Linked DNA regions of Zea mays: region 2 is linked to region 1. Evidence: chromatin contacts called from public Hi-C data. All regions are on one chromosome and are shown on one strand. Each heading gives the region's core, a stretch centred on a gene start, on an enhancer-like site or on the middle of the called end of the contact. The rest is flanking DNA. Distances are from core to core; before and after follow the strand shown. Region 1 holds the start of LOC103626043 (9-cis-epoxycarotenoid dioxygenase 1, chloroplastic-like). Region 2 holds the start of LOC100304117 (translation initiation factor eIF-2B delta subunit).

The links. A called contact is a pair of places that touch in the nucleus more often than the background predicts.
Region 2: a Hi-C map of leaf shows a contact between it and region 1, with 10 times the contacts expected there. The contact joins the promoter of LOC100304117 here to the promoter of LOC103626043 in region 1. A contact is called at or near these places in 12 of 25 Hi-C or Micro-C datasets (bundle sheath, ear, endosperm and 4 more) and 1 of 3 datasets of contacts at active chromatin or transcription factors (leaf).

Annotation. Positions count from the first base shown.
Region 1 is chr5:17,612,240-17,620,172 of Zm-B73-REFERENCE-NAM-5.0, reverse strand. LOC103626043 (9-cis-epoxycarotenoid dioxygenase 1, chloroplastic-like) reads left to right here and starts at 3,924. Exons shown (of 1, transcript XM_008646423.2): 1 at 3,924-6,423. The coding sequence starts at 4,133. The coding sequence ends at 5,938.
Region 2 is chr5:17,806,434-17,814,366 of Zm-B73-REFERENCE-NAM-5.0, reverse strand. LOC100304117 (translation initiation factor eIF-2B delta subunit) reads right to left here and starts at 4,831. Exons shown (of 7, transcript NM_001165599.1): 1 at 4,342-4,831; 2 at 2,685-2,825; 3 at 2,123-2,472; 4 at 1-632. The coding sequence starts at 4,723.

The DNA.
Region 1 (7,933 bases), core at 2,675-5,174:
GCTTAAGTGCTTGTGCCCAGATGATGCTATATTAGCCATGGCCGAAGTACATGAAGGAATTTGTGGTACCCATCAATCGGCTCCAAAGATGAAGTGGTTGTTGCGAAGGTCTGGTTTTTATTGGCCTAACATGATAGCTGATTGTTTCTAGTACTACAAAGGATGCCAAGTATGTCAAATATTCGGTGACTTACAGTTGGTCCCTACAGCCGAATTACACCCTATCATCAAGCCTTGGCCTTTCAGAGGATGAGGATTGTACTTTATAGGAGAAATTCATCCTTTATCATCAAAGGGGCATAGGTTCGTGTTAGTTGCCACTGACTACTTTACCAAATGGACTGAAGCCGTTGCTCTGAAAAACATGACACATAAGGAGGTAATTGAGTTCATAACTGAACATATTATTCATAGATTCGACATTCCCCAGACCTTGACTACAGATCAAGGGACTTCTTTTATGTCAAAAGAGGTATGTGAGTTTGCCGAATTATATAGAATTAAGTTGCTCAATTTATCTCCATATTATGCTCAGGCCAATGGACAGGCCGAGTCCAGTAATAGGACATTGATTAACTTGATAAAAAAGAAGATATCTGGTAATCCTAAGCATTGGCATAAGATTTTGTCTGAAGCTTTATGGGCTCACAGAATATCTAAACACGGTGCTACTAAAGTATCTCCTTTTAAGCTTGTCTATGAGCAGGAAGTAGTGTTGCCTGTGAAAATAAGTAAATAAGTTTAAATGCTGTCAGGTTCGCCAGACAAAATGATTTAACTGTTATGGATTATTATAATTCAATGATGGATAATATTGATGAGGTGACCGACAGAAGGGTGATAGCTTTGGGAGCAATAGAAAAGGACAAGATCATGGATGCTAGGGTCTACAATAAGAAGGTCAAAGCAAAGTCATTTCAAGTAGGGGGCCTGGTGTGGAAGACCATCCTGCCTCTAAGGAATAAAGACCGAAAGTTTGGAAAATGGTCGCTAAGCTGGGAGGGTCCATATAAAGTAAAACAGGTAATGTCTGGTAACGCCTATTTATTGCAAACATTACAAGGCAAAGATTTACGGAAAGCCTTGAATGGGCGTTTCCTCAAGCAGTACCATCCTAGTATGTGGCAAGATGCTTAATAAAATCGATGTAATCACATCGAGTTAGTTGCTTTTGGTTTGCTCAGCTCCACCAAAAGGCAGGGGGCATATGTTGGGCATCAAAAAGAGGCCGGACGGTCCGCCCCTGGGGCCGGACGGTCCGCCCCTGGGGCCGGACGGTCCGCCCAGAACAGATTAGGGTTCCGAGTTTTTTTTGCTGTGTTTGTTAGCTAGATTCTCGGAATTAACTCGGGGAGTTTGTTCGTAACGGGTCCAGCCCTCCTCTATAAATATAGAGGACGACCGATTTGTAATCATCAATCGAATCAATAACAATTCTATTTCGCATTTATTTCTTAGGAGTAGTTCTAGTTTAGCTTTCCAATCACTAAATTCTTCGCTTCTCTTCGACTCTACGTCGATTAGAGGAGTCTAGGTCGGCCTCCCGAGCCTAGACATCACCTAGTATCTCTCCTCCCCGACGGGGTCCCTCCCGGGAGCGAGATCCAGGCGCCGTCGGTGATCTTCCGCCGCCCCTGCGTACGCGCGGACCGTCCAGTCCCAGAGCGCGGACCGTCCGGCCGTCAGACAGGAACCATAGCCTCGCGTCAGGCCGCGGACCGTCCACCCCTGTGCAGAGAGCACCGTCGCTGGTTCGTGTTGAGTGATTGGCGCACTAAAAAGATGTCAAGAGGCTCACAAGAGATTAGTTCTGGTTCCACGTCAGATTAGTACTAGTTCCAATGCACTGGAAACCCTTTGCCGTCAATGACTTGGCTTCACCGGCCGCCGGCGAGAAGACAGCGACCGATCGACCGTACGTCGTTTGGCAGCCGACCCTCTACGAAACCAATTGGCACGAGTCACTCCGATCCACAGTCAACAAAAGAGCTCGCACAAAGTCTATGTTGTTTGCGCGCACAAGTCTCGCAAAGGCCATCGCCCGCGTGGGTTTTAATTCGGCCGTGTCGCGCTCGCGCGCGGAGCCGCTCACGTCGTCCACGGTGGTTCGGCGACGGTCGGGCCCTTGCCTAGCTACCGACCGGGCACCATCATTCTACCCCGTGCGTGCCCAGGAAACACGAAGGTCCCGTGTAAAACGTTGTCCGGCAAGCTGCGGGCCGGCCGGCCGGAAGCTAGGACGGAACATGGCGCCGCCGAGCGCCGGCGCGCGGGGCGTACGTACGTGCCAGAGATGGGGTGGGGGCATGCATGCACGCGCGCGGCGCGGCCGCCCACGCGGGGATGTCATCTTGGCAAGAGCTAGCTAGCGGAGGTAGGGGAGCCGCGCGTGGGTGCTGTCTGTCGTGTCAGCACGGCGCTCGGACGCCGGGGCGCGCGCATGCGGTCGCGCGGCAGGTAATAAGCCCCTGGAGGACGGACGTGGCGGCCGTGCAGAGCCCCCCCGAGCGACGCGCCGTAAAGGCCGGGAAGAGGACGCCCGCCGCCGTCCGCGCCATGCTTCGCTTGCATTGCCAGCACCTGACAAATTTTGATGAAGGGCCGCCCGCCGCCTTGTCCCCGTGTTCCTTGGCTGGGAGCCGGAGGGTGATTTTTTTCCTGGCTTGGATGACGCCTGTTTTGGACGGGACCGGCGACAAATGCTGATCAGGTGATGTTCAGTTTAATAAGGATGCCCGGGCGGTCTGCGAGTGTGAATCGCGGGCCGGCCGGTCTGCAGATTTTGTTACTAGCACCGGTTCTTCGTCGCCGACCAGCAGGCGCGATCAACGACGTTGTTCTGCGATCGTGGCAACAGATTGGAACCCCGGGCACATATAGTTTGTCCGACTGTCCCCGGGCGCGGCGAGAACAAGCCCGAGGCGGGGATCTGCGCCCCTGCCGGCTTCGGTCGGCGGCGGTTTGTCCCAGGTTCAGGTTCAGGTTCAGGTTCAGTTTCAGCGCGATCATCGCGGCGTATTCGCATCTCCACACCAGGAACGTCCCTTGGGGGACATCGACTGGAGAGCAGGCGTACTCGTGTCTTGAGTGATTCATACTGCGGGCAACAAGGCAAAGTTTATTACTAGGGACTTGACAAGTTGGCCGCACTGGGCAGCTGCGGCACATTTGGCACGGGGCCGGGAGCAGCAAGGAAGCGCAGTCAAGATTGTCTGACAGCATCAGATCGTACCATCGTATTTGGTATTTACAAATAGTATATCTTATGTAAGATTTTGTAACTTGAATAATATTCTATTACATCTAAACTATTTAAAAACTCGTTTGTATTAATTATTGTATGGTACTGTGGGATTGTAGTATCAAAAATTAAGAATTTTTTTTGTATGTACAATCGCGTTGAGCCTATAGGTAATGCCAGGATGGAATTTAAGAGACATCAGGTAGAATCATTTTGATATATAGTGGGATCCTAATATATATACTCGGTGCACTAGAGTACGGATCGGGATATTGACAGCTCTAACCGAGGAAGAGACAAACATATCCCAGGTATGGGCTGCGCGCCGGAGAAGACTCGATCGCGAGTCCCTAGCAGCAGACTCAGCTACTCGCCTACTGCAGTTGCTGCCAACAAAAATACCCTACGACTACGACTACGAGGAGCAGCACCAGCACCAGCACCAGCCAGCCACAGGCACCAGGTAAGCACAGTGGGCCACGCAAAGCAATCGCGAGGCGGGGCGGGGCCGCGGGTACGTCCCCGTCATTGCGCCCCCCCCCCCCCCCCCCCCCCCCCCCCTCCCGCTGCGCACCACGTGGGCTCCCCTGTCCGCGTCGCGAAGCGCAAATTCATTCTTGGACTCGCGGCCCGTTCAAACCGCCCACCACTCTACTCTCCTCCACCCGCGCCGCCCGTCGTCGAGCTTCCCTCCCCTGCTCTGTCCCCGCGACTCCACCCTCTCTCTATAAATACAACCGCCGGCTCCTATCCCAAATCATCCATCACATTCTCAAGTACCGCCGCCACACCAACAGTGGAGAGTCCATCCTCCGCCGCCGCCCAGGCAATAACCCACTCGATCACGCAGAAACCCCCGCACGCGATCCCACGCCAATTCAGCCACCGCCGATGCAGGGTCTCGCCCCGCCCACCTCTGTCTCCATACACCGGCACCTGCCGGCCGGGTCCAGGGCCCGGGCCTCCAACTCCGTCAGGTTCTCGCCGCGCGCCGTCCGCTCCGTGCCGCACGAGTGCCTCCAGGCGCCGTTCCACGCCGACCTGCCGGCACCGTCCAAGAAGCCCACCGCCATTGCCGTCCCGAGGCACGCCGCGGCGCCGCGCAAGTCTGGCGGCGGCGGCGGCAAGAAGCAGCTCAACCTATTCCAGCGCGCGGCGGCGGCCGCGCTCGACGCGTTCGAGGAGGGGTTCGTGGCCAACGTCCTCGAGCGGCCCCGCGGGCTGCCCAGCACGGCCGACCCAGCCGTGCAGATCGCCGGCAACTTCGCGCCCGTCGGGGAGAGGCTGCCCGTGCATCGGCTCCCCGTCTCCGGCCGCATCCCGCCCTTCATCAGCGGCGTCTACGCGCGCAACGGCGCCAACCCCTGCTTCGACCCCGTCGCCGGGCACCACCTCTTCGACGGCGACGGCATGGTGCACGCGCTGCGGATACGCGACGGCGTCGCCGAGTCCTACGCCTGCCGCTTCACCGAGACCGCGCGCCTGACCCAGGAGCGCGCGGTCGGCCGCCCCGTCTTCCCCAAGGCCATCGGCGAGCTGCACGGCCACTCCGGGATCGCGCGCCTCGCCCTGTTCTACGCGCGCGCCGCGTGCGGCCTCGTCGACCCCTCGGCCGGCACCGGCGTCGCCAACGCCGGACTCGTCTACTTCAACGGCCGCCTCCTCGCCATGTCCGAGGACGACCTGCCGTACCACGTCCGCGTCGCGGACGACGGCGACCTCGAGACCGTCGGCCGCTACGACTTCGACGGCCAGCTCGGCTGCCCCATGATCGCGCACCCCAAGCTGGACCCGGCCACCGGGGAGCTGCACGCGCTCAGCTACGAGGTCGTCAGGAGGCCCTACCTCAAGTACTTCTACTTCAGGCCCGACGGCACCAAGTCCGACGACGTGGAGATCCCGCTGGCCCAGCCCACCATGATCCACGACTTCGCCATCACCGAGAACTTGGTCGTGGTGCCCGACCACCAGGTGGTGTTCAAGCTGCAGGAGATGCTGCGCGGCGGGTCGCCCGTGGTGCTGGACAGGGAGAAGACGTCGCGCTTCGGCGTCCTCCCGAAGCGCGCCGCGGACGCGTCGGAGATGGCGTGGGTGGACGTGCCGGACTGCTTCTGCTTCCACCTGTGGAACGCGTGGGAGGACGAGGCGACGGGCGAGGTGGTGGTGATCGGCTCCTGCATGACCCCCGCCGACTCCATCTTCAACGAGTCGGACGTGCGGCTCGAGAGCGTGCTGACGGAGATCCGGCTGGACGCGCGCACGGGCCGGTCGACGCGCCGCGCCGTCCTGCCGCCGTCGCGGCAGGTGAACCTGGAGGTGGGCATGGTGAACCGCAACCTCCTGGGGCGCAGGACGCGGTACGCGTACCTCGCGGTGGCCGAGCCGTGGCCCAAGGTCTCGGGCTTCGCCAAGGTGGACCTGGCCACGGGCGAGCTCGCCAGGTTCGAGTACGGCGAGGGCCGGTTCGGCGGCGAGCCCTGCTTCGTGCCCATGGACCCCGCCGCGGCCCACCCGCGCGGCGAGGACGACGGGCACGTGCTCGCCTTCGTCCACGACGAGCGCGCCGGCACGTCCGAGCTCCTGGTGGTCAATGCCGCCGACATGCGGCTGGAGGCCACCGTCCGGCTCCCGTCCCGCGTGCCCTTCGGCTTCCACGGCACCTTCATCACGGGCGCGGAGCTCGAGGCCCAGGCCTGAGTGACTCAGCTCCACGTTTCTTGGAGGAGGAGGAACAGAGGAGCCATGGATCAGGGGGAGGAGTCGCCAGAGGGAGTCTAGAATCTAGATCAGTTCCCCGGGGTCTTCCCGTCCCCATCTCACCACAGGCTGTACAGTTGCTTTTGTTTTTCTTTCTTCTTTTCATTTCATTTCACACTAGTGTAAGTAAAATTGGGATAGTGGCAGCTTAGAGAGAGATTATTAGTAGCAGTAGGGAGAGAGAGAGAGAGAGAGGAGAAAGGCGCCCAGCTCGTAGCTTTTCAGCTGCTGCTTGCTTCTAGAGAATAGAGATCGAGCAGCCAGAGCTCAGCTGGTGGCGCCTCTTGCTAGTATAGAATTTCCCCCCTTCTTCCTTTTCCTTTGATGACATGGATATGCATCCACCTCCAGCTCCATCTCCAGTTGTTGTCACCCAGTCCAGTGGGCTGGGGTGTCTAGGATCGGTTGCTGCTACTTGATCGCCATTGCCACCCAGTTGGTGCTGCTGCTGCTGAGGTGTTGTGTGTGTACATTTGTTCATTAATATAATAATAATATGATGATTGTATAAGAATTAAGAACGGTGACGGTTTCTGTTCGGAGATCGAATTTCGTTTGTCTGTGTGTCGTGATGCCGGCCGGGACAAGCAGAGCCTTCGCTGTCGACGGGCACACAGCAGCATTGCGTTGCTGGTGTGGTGCGTGCCAGACGCAGACGGGAATCTGCTTCCTCCACAGCAACCGGGCGCTCCTCTGCTTTTTGTCCACTTGACCACTTGTGCGCGGGGGCCGGGGGCGCGCTTTGGTTCTTTGCTGCCAACCAATGTACTCCGATGTCGTAAGGACCGCGTGTGTTTGGACGCTGCTGCTGCTGGTGGTGGTGTCGATTTATGCCCAACAACAAGTGGACGACGGGGCTATGTGCTAACGCACGGGGGTGAACCGGGGATTTGTCGTGTCTGCGATGCGGTTCGTCGCTGTAGATGATGAGGTCATGAGGGCTTCCAACTTCCAAGATGCTGTCCAGCGTCGACGGGCATTGCGATCGTGTGGAGCAAGCTTCAGAGAGAACTTGATTCCGAGTCGGGCGGCTCGCTGCTGGGCAACTCTTCTTCTGTTCGCCCAACTCAACTGGATCTTGAATTCTGAATGAACGCAGGCTCTTGATTCTGCTCGATCGCACATCATAAACGGGGTACAGGAAGAGGGCCGGGGAAAAAAAAGGCGCGGCGAGTCCTTTCTGTCAGCTTGCATGCCAAGAGGCAAGAGGCAGGCGACGCTGGACATGGTCTACTTCTTGCAGCACCCGTTTTAAATTTTTGCCGCGTGCGTCGCGTTCTTTTCGTGCGACGAGTGCGTGGATGCGCTTGCCGTCGCTGCTGCTGCTGCCGCCGAACGCCTATAGGCCAAGAGTTAGCGGCAGGCCGCATGAGGCATGAACAATAAATGTGACGGATTCGCCTAGTCCCCCTTGCTGTGCTTTGCCGTCGTGTTCCACACCCGCTCTGGTGCGGCAACCGGGTCCCTCTCGGGTCGGGGGTTATACTATACATTGTTGCTCCGCTGCTTGGAGTGCGCTGCTTTTGCCGCGCGCGCCCGGCACGAACGCGAAGACGTCGCGGCACAGATCGCGCCGGCCACGCGCACCCCGATCACGCTGTTCCGCTTTCCCAGTGCGTGTGCGTGCGACCGCGACGCCGGCCTGGGCCTCCCGCGCGAGCCGGGCACGGACATATTTCCCTTGCTTTTGCTTGGAGTGCGCTTTGTGCATGCCCGGCTCCGCGTGTGCAGTCAGACCGGCCGCGGCCAGGGGAGGGAGAGAGTGCTGAACATAATAAGCCTTTCGCCGTCGATCCAGCCATCGGCATCATATCGGCAACCGGCCGGCCGCCAGACAGGGACGAGCGCGCATCCCTCCGGCTGGCATGCACGGCAGGGAACTGCCACCCGGCGACGGCGTGCGTGCGTCCGCCAGGCCGCCACGCGTACACGCTC
Region 2 (7,933 bases), core at 3,582-6,081, 190 kb before region 1:
GTCCCAACTCGAGAATAAACTGTCCCATTTGATAATATTGATGAGGCACCCAACAAAACTCGAGTTACTTCATGCATGATGTATGAGATGGCATTTATGTGTGTATATGTGCAATTAATGCCCTTTGCCACTAATCTCCGCAGCAATCCCTGTCCCTCAAGCTTTGGGCGAGAATCTACCACTACAACTCGAAAGTTCCTCCCAAGTTCATGAGCATAATCCAAAATCATTTCAACAACTGTTGATGATCCATATGTCAGTAAGACATCGTTGTCTCTGACCTTTGTGATGGCATGGCTGACAATAACTTTATCTGCAAGAACTATCTTCTCATTTATAAAACGATCAATATCAGACTGAAGACTAGTTTTGGCTTCAGACTCTGACAATGCATGTGGTAGCTTTGCTATCCTGCTCTTCAGAAACCTAATAGCATTGCCCATGCTGATTGAAAGAGGCCTACACTCGATAAGAAATGACACATAACTGCTGATTTTTGCAGTAAGATCTCTGCTGAGTGTTTTATTTGTAGGTGTAGTGTAATCTTTTATTGCCTCTTTGAATGCAAGAAGCATTGCTACACAACGATCATTACCACCAGATACTTCACCAGACAAATATTGGAGCCCAACCTGAAATATAGTAAAAGTCCACATGAGTCAATCATATTTTGCCAAAATGGACAATAATCAGTTTAAAAGGGGAGCCTTGTCGCAGTGGTAAAGCTGCTGTCTTGTGACGGGTTCGAGTCGTGGAAACGGCTCTTGCAAATGCAGTGAAAGACTGTACTATAACCTAAATGGATCCGATCCTTCCCCAGGCCCCACGCACGTGGGAGTACATGCACCGGGACAATGATCAGTTTATATAATTTTTATTGGTTATTTTCTTTACTACTCAGAAGTCAGAACCACCAAAGACCAAACATCTAAACAATCAACAACAACAATAATAACAACATAAATCTGACCTTGCAAACTAGTTTTGCCTGGGACTAAATCGTATATTTTGACCAGCATACAACTTAATATAGTAAAGAGGAATCACCATGCACCATTAAACATTTACAACATAATATATAGCTAAATTCAAGCTCAGAAGGAGACATGCTGAAGTGATCTCAAGGAACAGATTTTCAAGAATTCAACAATGTGCAGAAGACAAACAGGGCTATTCAACTGGGAAATGCAATTTTACTATGCATGTACATCCGTGGAACTCTGCTTTCCTAAGAGTTCCCAACAAAATTCATAATAAATCAAAAACAAAGCATAAGCCTTATACCCCGTTTGGATGTAGATATTGGAGCGCAGAATTGAGAATTGGAATCAGGTTTCCTAAATTCTGTTGTTTGGTTGCATGTGGAATTGAGATTTGGAGTCAAAGGCTCAATTCTCTGGAATTGGACTATAACTAGAAACCCCATCTCCCAATACAAAGCCTCACCCCTCGGTATTGCGTGGAATTAAACCGCACAATTCCAAACTACAATTCAGTGACATCCAAACAATAGGATTGGAATTACATCTTATTTCAATACCATGCCTGATTTGGCAATTGGCATTAAACCCAATTCAATTCCATCATCTCCAATATCTACATCCAAACGGAGCATTAGTGACTTAGCTCTTGTGCAAAGAAGACTAATCTTTAGTATTCTTTTTGTATATAGAGCTAGAGCGCATATGAACATATTATGCAAAGTCTTTGGCAGTTGTACATATTTAACATTATCTACATATATGGATATTGGAAAGAGAAAAAAAGAGCTGAATTGTATACAAAAAAAATCAACTTAGGTGCAGGACATATTTCAAGGCCAAAACAAGTTGAGGGTGTCTTGAGTTTCAGCCCAGGTCAAAATTCTTAGGACCAAGAGAGCAAGGTAATCCAACATCCAGTGATTAGTAAGACAGCAATGACTGTTTCATCTATGATCAACTATCCGCGTATCTGTAGAAGTAACCCAACAGTTGCATGTTACATAGCTTCCTACACCTTAGTCCTACTCCAAATGCATGAAGATCTTACGTGGGTGAAGAATAGATCATTGACTAATCCTGCTTGAGATCTATAATAAGAGTACATAAATGTCTGGGTAGGTTTAAAACACAAAAGTTACCTTGTATACAGAAGGATGCATTGGTTCTAATTGAAAGAATTTTGACTCGAGGTCAGGAAGCTGAGTGCCATGCACATACTGAGGAAGATGCCTGAACAGTTCAACTCTGTTTTGAGCTTCTGATTGGTTGACTACCGCACGTTTTTTTGCTTTCTCCACCTTATGCACATCATCAAACTGCATGCGGGGATGGGGAGCATCTAATTTTTTTTCTCTTTCTGGAGGACGTTCAGTAGCCTTCTTCTCAGAAGCAAGTGTACTTGCAGCTTGGGGCACATCTTTCTTCTGAGCAGTTTTTGCTGGCTTGGCTTGCTTGGACATCGCAGCACCAGCAGATTTTCCTGATTTATCTGTAAATGAAAAGTAATATGAAAATCTGATTGGGAGCTATGCTTCCGTTAAACACATGCAAGATCATCATAACAAAGTTGAACATATTCATAGGCACATTTTCCACCACCAAACTCTAGGCCAACAAACAAAAAATACAAATTGGAAATGCTGAGAGGCTTTTTGTGTGATTCAAGCAGCGCTCCACAAAACCCTATATCATGGCAATTACCTGCCTCCTTCGCTGCAGCTTTAGCAGCACGTTGGGCCTCCTGAATTGCACGTCTCTCTGCCTTCGAGGTTTTCTGCTTTTGTGGAATGGAAGCTGGAGCACCCTCATTCCGTATTTCAGCCAAACCACACTTGTTTTCTTCTGAAACAAACTTATGTGCACGTATATAAATAAAATTGTCAAATAATTTTCTCAACCAAATTTAATAGATATTAACCATTATATGCCAAAATTAACATACAGAAACCAGCACAACTACAACTTCCTGATTTTCATTCAGACATCCCCCAAATAACCTTTATGCTAAAAAACAACAAATTGTCAGTTAGGTAGATTGATCTCTTAACAACTATATCACATATAAAGTTATAAACCACAATCAGTCACCATAACCCAAAGATCCAAACAATCTGATTATTATTATCCATAATCCTAATTATTACAATACTATGCATAATCCAGATTATAATAATCTAGTTGTGATCCAAACAGCCCCTTAGTATGGTCATACCATAAACCAAGGTACGCTGATCTCTTAACTACCATAGCACATATACAACATGTTTGCTAAAGAACAACAAATTAGGTGTAAGTGATTAACCTAAGCTAGCGCTTGTGACAATCTATATGTATTGTAGCTTCAAAGACCTACTTATGTTAAATCCACAAATCCAAACCATTATTGCTTGGTCAAAAACTATATACAAACGAAAACTACATGAGCCTCCTATTGATAAATCATGTCCACGATAGAAACAAAGTTCAAATTATAACCAATATATCCATGACTCTTAGCTTGACTAACGGCAAGGAATAATAAACTTTCTTTAAAAAATGTTTTATTATGAATACTAACTAATGAAGCTTCCTCCTATATTAGAATTAAAAAATAATATGGCCATTAGAAGTGAAAGCAAACAAAGTGCATAATAAATTGTCATAGAACATAGAAGTGTTAAATAAGTATTTGGTACGATAGAAATACCTTTAGCAATAGAATATAAATAAAAAATATTTTTTACTATCCTACTGTGATGGTAAGAGGAACAAATTTGTTCATATAAAAAAATTGAACAAACTTTATCTTAAGTAGGTCACCCGCAGCAGAGAGGAAGGTTTTTAAAGTCTAACGTCCTTTAAGGTAACAGTGGACATGGTCTAATAGAACTCTCCATGCACAAACAGCTCCAGGTAAACCAACAAAATAATGGTTATATTTGAATTTGGCAACCAAACTGAGACAGTATGGTCCTATCTGAAAAACAGTCTTCCCTCACCATGGGCTTGGTGTCTCCCTCAACATGTCTGTTATATAAATGTGTGTTTGTAATTCCTAAATCGTTTTCTTAAGTTTAGTTTTACAAAAGCCTCTCAGGTACTAATATTTCATGAATAATACCACATCTAAATGTTACAGGTTATTTATGTGCACACTAACGTCAGTTTGTCAAGAGTCCAAGCAAGTTTCAGAGAGAAGCAAGTACACTTTGCTTAGCTCTAAACTTTCAAGTGTTGATTGCATGGCCGCGAGCCTTCCTATTTTAAAGGTAAATACTACTTAGAAGCTCCTCTGGTTCGCTACCATGGCAGTATAAACCAATCCCATTCCCACCCCCAAAGCAACGGCCAATGGCAATCTCATGATTTGATAGAGTACCTAGCTCCACAGCAGAAGGAGCGCGTGACCAGGAGTCGTCGTCGCCGATCTCGGACACGATGTCGAGGCGCGGGGACGAACGCACGGGCGCAGAAGTGGCGAGGACGACGTCGGCCGCCGCCGGGGGGTGTGGGCCCAGGGCGAGGTGGTCGGCATGGCGCGGGGGAGGGATCATGACAGGGGAAAGGCGCCCCTGGGAGAAGTCGTCTGACGCCGGAGGCGACGCCGTGACCGGCCTCTGCTGCGCCGATGGTGCCTGGACCACCGCGGCGGGGGGCATGGGCTCGGACGGCGCGGAGGCATCCGGGGTGAAGAAGCCGACCTGGCGGATCTTGGGCTCCACGCCGCCCGACGAGGAGCGCGGCGGGCGGCGAAGATCCATGGCCGCTGACGGCGGCGAGGGTTTGGTTGGGGGTTTGGGGCGGCGCTCGAGACGAGTGTGTGACTGTGGGAGCCTGGGAGGGGAGCGAGCAAGAGAGGTTGGGGAACTGGGGATCCTCACGGCTGCGGCTGAGCACACGACACGAGCGATGATGGTGGACCACTGAACTGGGTGCAGGCGTCGTGATCGCCTCTGACGTGCCCGAGAGCCTGGGCCATGGGCGTTGGTGGGCGTGGTCTGCGGAGGTTTATTCATTTTGTTTTTTTTTTCTTTTTCGATAGGACGGCAGAGCCGCAGAGGTGTTGGTGCCCGAAGTGGCCGAAGGGGGTAATTGGGCCGACCAGAGCTTTGCATCACACCGGGCTGCTTTTATGTGACCAAAAGCTCATGGCACTTGAACAATCTGACTGAGCAGGAGACCTATAGGAAGGGATTTAATCCTTTCTAATTCACCTCAATCCACCTCTAAGTGGAAGTCCTAATTGTGTGTTCTATCCACGATGTTGTTCCTACCTTGTGTGCACCAACCACTTGATAGGCATAGGTATGATAATGGATCATGATCCAAATATCTCTTCACAAAGTTAAGACACTTAAATAATTTTAGTTCAAAAATGAATATGAATACAAACCGATCCTAATTCGATTTAATCCTTAAAATCTGTAGTATAAAATTTAGAGTTCATTACCACCCCTACAACCCTAGATACCCATGCGCATGTGAAGTTTTGTTCAGCCCATAGTCCTACGTATGTACGCATATATACGTTGGTCCTCTCAGTCACGCGGCCGACCAGCTCATGAACCACTATTGAAGATAGGTGACTTCCCACTCCTGCAACTCCTGCATTTAGGGAGTGTTTAGCATATAGCTCTAGAAGAGGCTTGCTAGAGCTAGTTAAATACCATAACAATTGTAAGTTTTATGAAGTTTTTAGAGTTACAGTATATTAGAGTATCTTTTTTATTGTTCTATAGTCCTAAAAAAGCAAACTAGACACAGAGTTTAAAGGCATTTACCAGCCACCACTATTGTTATGAGAAAGCATTTTAAACTCCTGAGCATAGTTGCTCCACCTAGAGTTTTAGAACAGAGCTCCTCTACAATGCAACAAAGCCATGTCAAATACCCACTTAATATGGGTTGAGATAAAATTGATACTGAAATAACCCTTAGTACCGATTCTAACCATCAAAGCTCTAAGAGAAGCATTAGTATCGGTTTGCAAGAGCCCAAGACAAGATCAAAGAAACCATGTCGAAAAGACATGAAGAAATAAAAAAATGGGTTGCTTAGTAGCATCAAACGTGTCCATTCAAACACCAGATAAAATATCATATAGAAATTACATTGTGTATTAAAGAAAGGGCTATAGAAACACAGAACACCAAACACATATGTGTGCACTAGACATCACACTGGATGGGCACTAAAAACTCAAGAAAATCTACAACGTGTTTGGAGATATCTATAAGACACTAGACATGTCCCGTGTACTATTAAATACCCCACCGAACAGGGTACTAAGAGAGGTTGTATAACAACCCGAGAAGGGCTACAGTGCACCGAACATATTCGGTGTAACATCGGTCAAAGCATCAGATGTCGTTACTCAAACAACCAACAGTGGCTAGTTCCAATGGTTAACTAACATGGACAAGCATCGGGCAGTCTGGTGCCTAGCTACATTGGAGTATGTCCGGTGAGTACGGAAAAGTTTTGTATTGCTTTCAATAGCTAGTTTTGGATTTGGGGGATATATATACCCGCCAAACCCTGCACTAGGTGGGGGCTGAGAAACATTGCTAGAGAGTTGAAACTCCATTTTTGTAGCTCTAGACACCCAAGTGTTCAAAGATCATTCGATGATTAACGTAGGTGCCTTACAAAGTGCTTAGTTTAATTAGTTAGATCGCTCTATTAACATTTTCTCTAGATTTTCCTAGTGGTTAGAAGCGAGGTTAGACACCCTCAAACCCTTGATGCTTGTGCACACTATTTTATCTGTACCGAGTACAAGAATATTGACCTTCTATGATGTTCTGATGGTATCATAACCGTCACAGAAGGCCTACAATTAAAGGTCTTCTATGATGAAACATTATAAATTAGGACGTTCCAAATGAGGAATATTCTTAGAAATGTCGTAATTTATGATGTTCCTTAATAAAAACGTCACATAAGACCTTGACTTACGCACCTTTTGTGACGCTTATGGTACCATCAGAACGTCATTAAAGGTCAATCTTCTTGTAGCTATTACGAAATCACACAAATCATGTTTGTGGTGTAACTGCCACAATGTATTGAATGAAACGAGGCTCATGGCGTTTCAGCCGGAAACACGGTAGAAGGCGGGGAGCATCTAAGAGAGGCAAAAATCGGAGCACCATTTGCGTGTCGAGAAGGCCTAGGGCTATCCACATAGTTATCTGACTAGGAGCTTGGACCTCGCTTGGGACTCTAACAAGGATTAGGGGGATGTTTGTGTGCTTCTCGATACGTCGGCAAAAATACTGGCACATGAACGAGAGTTTGCATCTGTATCTCTTTTAAGCTTCCATATTTATATTGTATTACCTTGGTTATGTGCTTTAGCTTCCTAGTTTAGTCATAGATTAGTGGATAGGCTTGGAATCCGAGTTATATAACTCCTTACGTTAGAGGTAACAACACTTAGTCAAAATCATAGTTATACATATGATAGCTTGGTTCTTTGTATAGACTTTGACTAGGAGAAAATAACATCATAGATTAGAGAGAAATTATATTGTCTAACACCCTCTTAGGCATCACCAGTCCCTTCAAATTTCTCACATTTAAAATTATTTTTTAAAAGACCTTAAAGGGAGAAACAACCAAAACCAAAGTTGTAGATCATGAAAAGTTTTAAAACTTTGTAGTTGATAACTTCTTTATTTGAACTTGTTTAGGATCTCAAATACTCATATAAAAGTTGGATCAAGATAAAATATGGCGGACATATATTGTATAATGCCTGCTCAAGCTAGTACAACTACAAATTGATGGCATAATGCCCCTTGCTGGAGAACCACGACAAAATGTCTGCTCAAGCTAGTACAACTACAAATTGAAGGTCGACCGCAACTATTGCATGCAAGCCATCACCACTTGCGTTGGTCGACCGGTTTGTTGTGTTTCACGTGTGAGCGGTGAACAAGCACCTAATCTTACTATGGTTAGTGAGC